Regions from separate parts of the Danio rerio genome. Here region 1 is linked to region 2. A link is a contact called in public Hi-C data. All regions are on one chromosome and are shown on one strand. Each heading gives the region's core, a stretch centred on a gene start, on an enhancer-like site or on the middle of the called end of the contact. The rest is flanking DNA. Distances are from core to core; before and after follow the strand shown. Region 1 holds the start of fkbp2 (FKBP prolyl isomerase 2). Region 2 overlaps pcxa (pyruvate carboxylase a).

Region 1 (2,824 bases), core at 256-2,755, 230 kb after region 2:
GTGATTTCCACTCTATAAGAATTTTTCTTCTAGCTATTAAAGTTACAAAGTTTTAAACAAGGAAAATAAACATGCGTTATGAATGTGACAAAGTATGCGAGTTTTCAGTTTACAACATACTTTGTAGAAATTGAACTGCACAATCCAAAAGAAATAATGCTAATCAAAAGGATAAGAGTTGGCTCACTATAGAACAAAAATGATTGATTTTTTTCTATTTTACATTTTTACATTTTTTGAAAAAGCCTCTTTATGGATGTGACATCTCTCTGTTATGGATGTGACAGATGTGAATTTGGCAATTGTGTGACTTTGGTAAATCAAATATAATTGTTTGAGAATATTGACTGAGACATTTTTGAGTGTACTGTAAAATACAAGCCTAAGCAAACAGTGGAAAGGGTATTAAACATTTTTTTCTCATGGGAACTTTGACATTTGCATAAATTGCTCATAAGCTGAAAACATGGCACTTATATATCAAGTTATATATACTTATAAGTACTTATATATACTTAATTTTACATTTTAAAAGAACATCATCAGTAGTTTACAGTATAAGACAAAAAAGTGCTATGCTTAAACATAAATACATCTGATCCGTTTTCAAAACTATTTTTCACATGGTATTATAAAACGTGACTTGGTTTAGTTTTTTGGTTTGTTTTTGTATTTAGCATGCAATTTGTGGTTGTGTGAATTAGTGAACCTTTATACAAACTTTTAAAAAATAGTTTTTATGTTTTGTCATATTTAATGCATCAGGTATTTATGACAATTTTGGTGATATAATAATGAGATAACAACAAGGGAAGGAAAATGTATTTATATGTACAAATTTACACAAATTATGCAATATCCAATTATACTGGCTAATTTGTCGTATTGGCTGTTATCGCATAATACTATAATATATGTCACAATATAATAATAGTTAGGAAAATGATATCTACATACCCAGTATTGTGACAATACCTCTGTATTTTTCACTGTGGAAGTGAAAACATAAGGCTATACAGTAATGTAATACAATAAGTTACATTGACGACTGAGTTATAAATTATGAATGATGTAAAAGAAAGCGTTTCTCAAAGAGTTTTTCCTTTGTAAAACAAGATAATTCTATCAGTTTTATCTAACATTGTATAAGAATAGTCTGGCTCTGATTGTTGATGAAGACTGGACACAAAAAATCACTTGCCTTAATGTTTGGCCTCAGTTTAGCTGTTGAACGACAAAAATAAGTCAGACATTCGTGAGTATATGGCGCCCTCGTGTGTCTCTGTTTTAGATCAGTGGTGCTGTAGCACCAAACAAAATAAAAGTCACAATCTACCACGCCAGTATTTACTCAAAGCTATAATAATATAATATGACAGCTTTTCCTATGAGTGTAGATTTGTTCATTATTATATACTTATTCGAGATTTACATGTTTCAAAATACATGTAGTTTTTTTTATTTAATTTTATAATCAACTTAAACATTGACTGAAATTTTGAAACCTAGTAGGAAGGCAGGCCTGCTGCTGACGTGACGTCACTTCCTAATGACCGAATCATTCTGAGATTCAGGAGGAACAAGAATATTATTCTTAAAACAGGTAACTGCATTTTAATCTCTCTGTTATTCGCTGCAATAGATAAATATTCCATGTAATTTTAAAATGCGACCGAATCATCAAAACACTGCTGTAATGTTAAGCGAAAAATCCCAATCAGCATGCTTGAATACAAAACCAAAGCCTTCATCCAATTAACTTCCTCTTAAATAAATCCAACACACCACAAAACTGAATAATAATGGACGCGTTTTGCTACTTAAAATGCACCTTATAGAATCACTTATGCTAATGAATTGTCATGTTGCTGATAATATAACCATTTACTATATTAATTTAAATGATAACGTGTACTTATGTGTAGAGACCCTGCGCATGCGTAGAAATCTACGTTATTTAGTAGCTTTCCACGACTAATTTCTGCCATTTCTGTTTGTTTTAACAGCGCCATGAGGCTGAATTTGCTATTAGCGGTCACTCTGGTGTCCATCCCCATGGCACTTGTGCAGGGAGCCGAAAAGAAGAAGCTACAGATTGGAATCAAGAAAAGAGTGGACAACTGCCCCATTAAGTCTCGAAAGGGAGACGTGTTGAACATGCACTACACTGTATGTGTTTGACTGCTCTCACCAAAGTATTATTCATGCCAGAAATGTCTTGTGTTACCTTTTTGTTTTGTTTTTATCTGCAGGGTAAACTGGAGGATGGGACAGAGTTTGACAGCAGTATACCGAGGAATCAGCCGTTCACCTTCACTCTTGGCACAGGACAAGTCATCAAGGGCTGGGATCAGGGTTTGTTGGGGTGAGCAGCGGCATTACTGCATTCACACATAAGCTCAGATTATTTTTCACATGTTAGTCTGAATTAGGATTTAAAGAGATGAACCCTACACTAAGAAGAGGAATTAGCAGATTAGATTTAAGATGGTGTGCAGATATATTAGCATTCATTGATGGTCTGCAAACAGGGTGTGAATTATACATTGACGATCGGGGGGGCCTCAGTGAACCCAATTTATATATTTAATTGAATTACATCTAATTTATTAATCAAACTTGTTATTATGTTTTCAGTGCTTTAAGGGATATTTATTGGTTCTCTGTGACATTTGTGATTTTAAATTAATGGTGACAGGCTTTCCTGCAGCAAGTGGATGACCGTGGGAGACTGCACATATATTTTATTTTACTGTTTAAATTCCATGTGCGAGGCAGTGTGTAATAAAATACAACATATGCATCTAGTTTTACAGATGCCTAC
Region 2 (2,726 bases), core at 99-2,598:
GTTTCAGATGACTGTTCTATAGCTTACAGCTAATCAATCTGTCAGATTCTGGAGTGCTTTTCAGATCTAAAGAAAATTATAGATAATAAATTATTTTAAATAAAACGAAAAACATTTGTAGAGATGATAGAGGTATATAATTTCACTCACCTGGGAATCGGAAGTCACGTGAATTGTTTTTTTTTTTTAGCACAATTAAGTGCACACAGCATGCCAAATAATTGTAAGAAATAATTCAAAAAGGCATTTGTAATTCCAATCTGCTGGAATTACCCCCTCACAGTTGTCATGAAAGGTACTATTAGCTATATGAACCCAAATCTTTCTTTGTTTTTTTTTGTGCTGTAAAGTTATCAGTTATCCATTTTAAATCCATTTTATCCATTTTAATAAAAAAATTGCTCTATTATGGAGCCAGGACTAGCTAAATTTGCATGAATTGCAGTTCCAGTTACTTCCGTTTTGCCTTACAAGGGAGAGCGGGAGGTTGCCACTTGATCTGTATATAACATAAACACACATGGAAAATTTAACATCATATACAGTAGGAAATGTCTTTTATCAGGAATTCTAAGTGCTAATTATAATTATAAAATGGTTGTAAAAAAATGCTAAATTAACTAATGACGTTATCATAGAAGGAAATATTTTGTTCAATTTTGTATGCTTAATTAAAATATGGATGATCTTTATATACTTTTTGGTAATTGTGTAAATTCTTCCAATAAATAAAATAAATGAACTAATGGCTTAAATGCACATATAAACATGATTAACAACCTTTAAGCGTTAAGCTGTCAGATCTTTAACAGTTTACAACTTTCTAAAACTGTAATCCCATATTGCGAAAATTAATACCATTTATTTTAACTTCCAAAACACAATTGTTGCACCCAATTTAAAGTGGAAGCGTTATAAATCATGTTGTAAAATTGACATGATAACCTGACTTAATTTGAAAGGTTGCAGGTTTGATTCCTGGGCAAACAAATTTTCTGTTCATCTTGCAGGAGTGCCGGTGGTTCCTGGGACAGACGCTCCCATCTCCTGTTTGCAGGAAGCTCAAGAGTTCTCCAACAGCTACGGCTTCCCCATTATCTTCAAGGCTGCGTACGGTGGTGGGGGACGAGGAATGCGGGTGGTCAGAGAGTATGAGGTACCGTGTCTTAGATTAAAATTATTAGTTGGGGTTCATAATCTTGTTTAATCTCTGTTCAATTCCTTCCAAGTTGAGGTTTGATAAAGGGGGGCTTTTAAATGAGCGCAAAAGTGAGCACCCGTTTGCCCTTTAGATTTGTTTGCTGTTCAGTTACTGGTGCTGTATGAATTAGTGTGTTGGGTATTTGCGCTGGGTGACCCGGTCACTGTGTGTGTGTGCTTGTGATCAGGAACTAGAAGAGAACTATCAGCGGGCGTACTCTGAAGCCCTGGCAGCCTTTGGCAATGGAGCTCTGTTTGTGGAGAAGTTCATTGAGAAACCCAGACACATCGAGGTGCAGATCCTGGGTAAGTGAGGTTGTTGTTGGTGTGTGTTTTTCTGTAGTGGAAAAAAAAGCATTGATATATAAAAAAATAAAAATAAAATAAAAAGCCTAAATATTTTACAGTCTGGGATGATTTACTCAACCTTCAGTCATTTTAAAACTGCCTATTAGAATACAAAGGTTAAGCTTTAAGAGTTTTCTATGCATTTACAGCCTGAAGTGTTTAATCTTCAACAAAACTGCACTATAAACTCAGTTTTCACCTGGTAGTAACAAAAGCTTTCAGTCATCTGATTACAAGTGCTCCGCTGAGCCGAATTACTGTTTGCACTGGTATTTCCATGCTTTTAAATACGTCACATGTGTTTGGATTTTATTAAGACATGCCCGTAGCCAGGGAGGGTTCAGGTGGGGTGAACGACCCTCCCCCCACGACCAAAAGGACCAGAATTTGTCCTTTTAATTATTTTGTATAATAAAAAAAAATACATATATATATATATATATATATATATATATATATATATATATTACAATAAAGTATAATTTTAAATAACTATGGCCAGTAATTCGAATCCCATGGAGCCTCAAAGTTACAATAATATGACACGAGTCTTGTGACATAAGCCACCGAGCTGTAACATTTCAATCTTTGATCTGACATCCATACCGAGTAATGCTATCGGTCAAAGAGCAAAAGGTGGAAGAAAAAGCAGGCAGCAGTGTCATTGTTGGAAAATATTGAACAAATGTTCAAAAAGGCTGCCAAACATGGTAAGGCTTACTTCCTAACAGGTGAGAATCGGGCCATAGTGTTCTATGCTAACTATTTATTTGTCCCGTACATGACGTCCTTTTCCCTATTTTTGACATTAAATTATTTAAAAATAACTGTCTGATGAAGGCTTCCAAGCAGAGTCCTCAATCGTCAGCTGTCACTTCACAGCAAAAGGCGCTAATCCTGTCACGTCTGTGTTTTTGACGCTTTTTAAACTGGTCACTTAATTTGTTTTATTCTGATTGGATATAAATCTGAGCGCTCAAATCACTTCAGAAGGTGGTCTGGGATGCTAATAATTTTTTTGACAAAATTAATTAATTTAAATAAATAAAATATGTCCTTGGGAAAATCTGACCTTTTGTCTGTTTAAAGAAACAACACATAGGTGCGCTTTTTACATCTGTAGGTGCGTACGTTTTTACACTTTAACATGCAAAACGTGCATAATTATATTAAAAGCA

Evidence for each region. A called contact is a pair of places that touch in the nucleus more often than the background predicts.
Region 1: a Hi-C map of embryo shows a contact between it and region 2, with 3 times the contacts expected there. The contact joins the promoter of fkbp2 here to the enhancer-like site in region 2. A contact is called at or near these places in 5 of 18 Hi-C or Micro-C datasets (caudal fin, embryo, hematopoietic stem cells and 2 more) and 1 of 4 datasets of contacts at active chromatin or transcription factors (caudal fin).

The regions. Positions count from the first base shown.
Region 1 is chr21:30,060,681-30,063,504 of GRCz12tu, forward strand. fkbp2 (FKBP prolyl isomerase 2) reads left to right here and starts at 1,506. Exons shown (of 6, transcript NM_001004677.2): 1 at 1,506-1,603; 2 at 2,007-2,169; 3 at 2,253-2,365. The coding sequence starts at 2,011.
Region 2 is chr21:29,829,458-29,832,183 of GRCz12tu, forward strand. It overlaps pcxa (pyruvate carboxylase a), which reads left to right. Exons shown (of 21, transcript NM_001328356.1): 5 at 1,011-1,156; 6 at 1,389-1,506. Among named protein-coding and RNA genes, the nearest start is that of pcxa, 25 kb to the left of the region's middle. Within about 2 kb of position 1,349, at least 3 of the 62 cell types and tissues checked have an H3K27ac peak or open chromatin away from gene starts, as enhancers often do.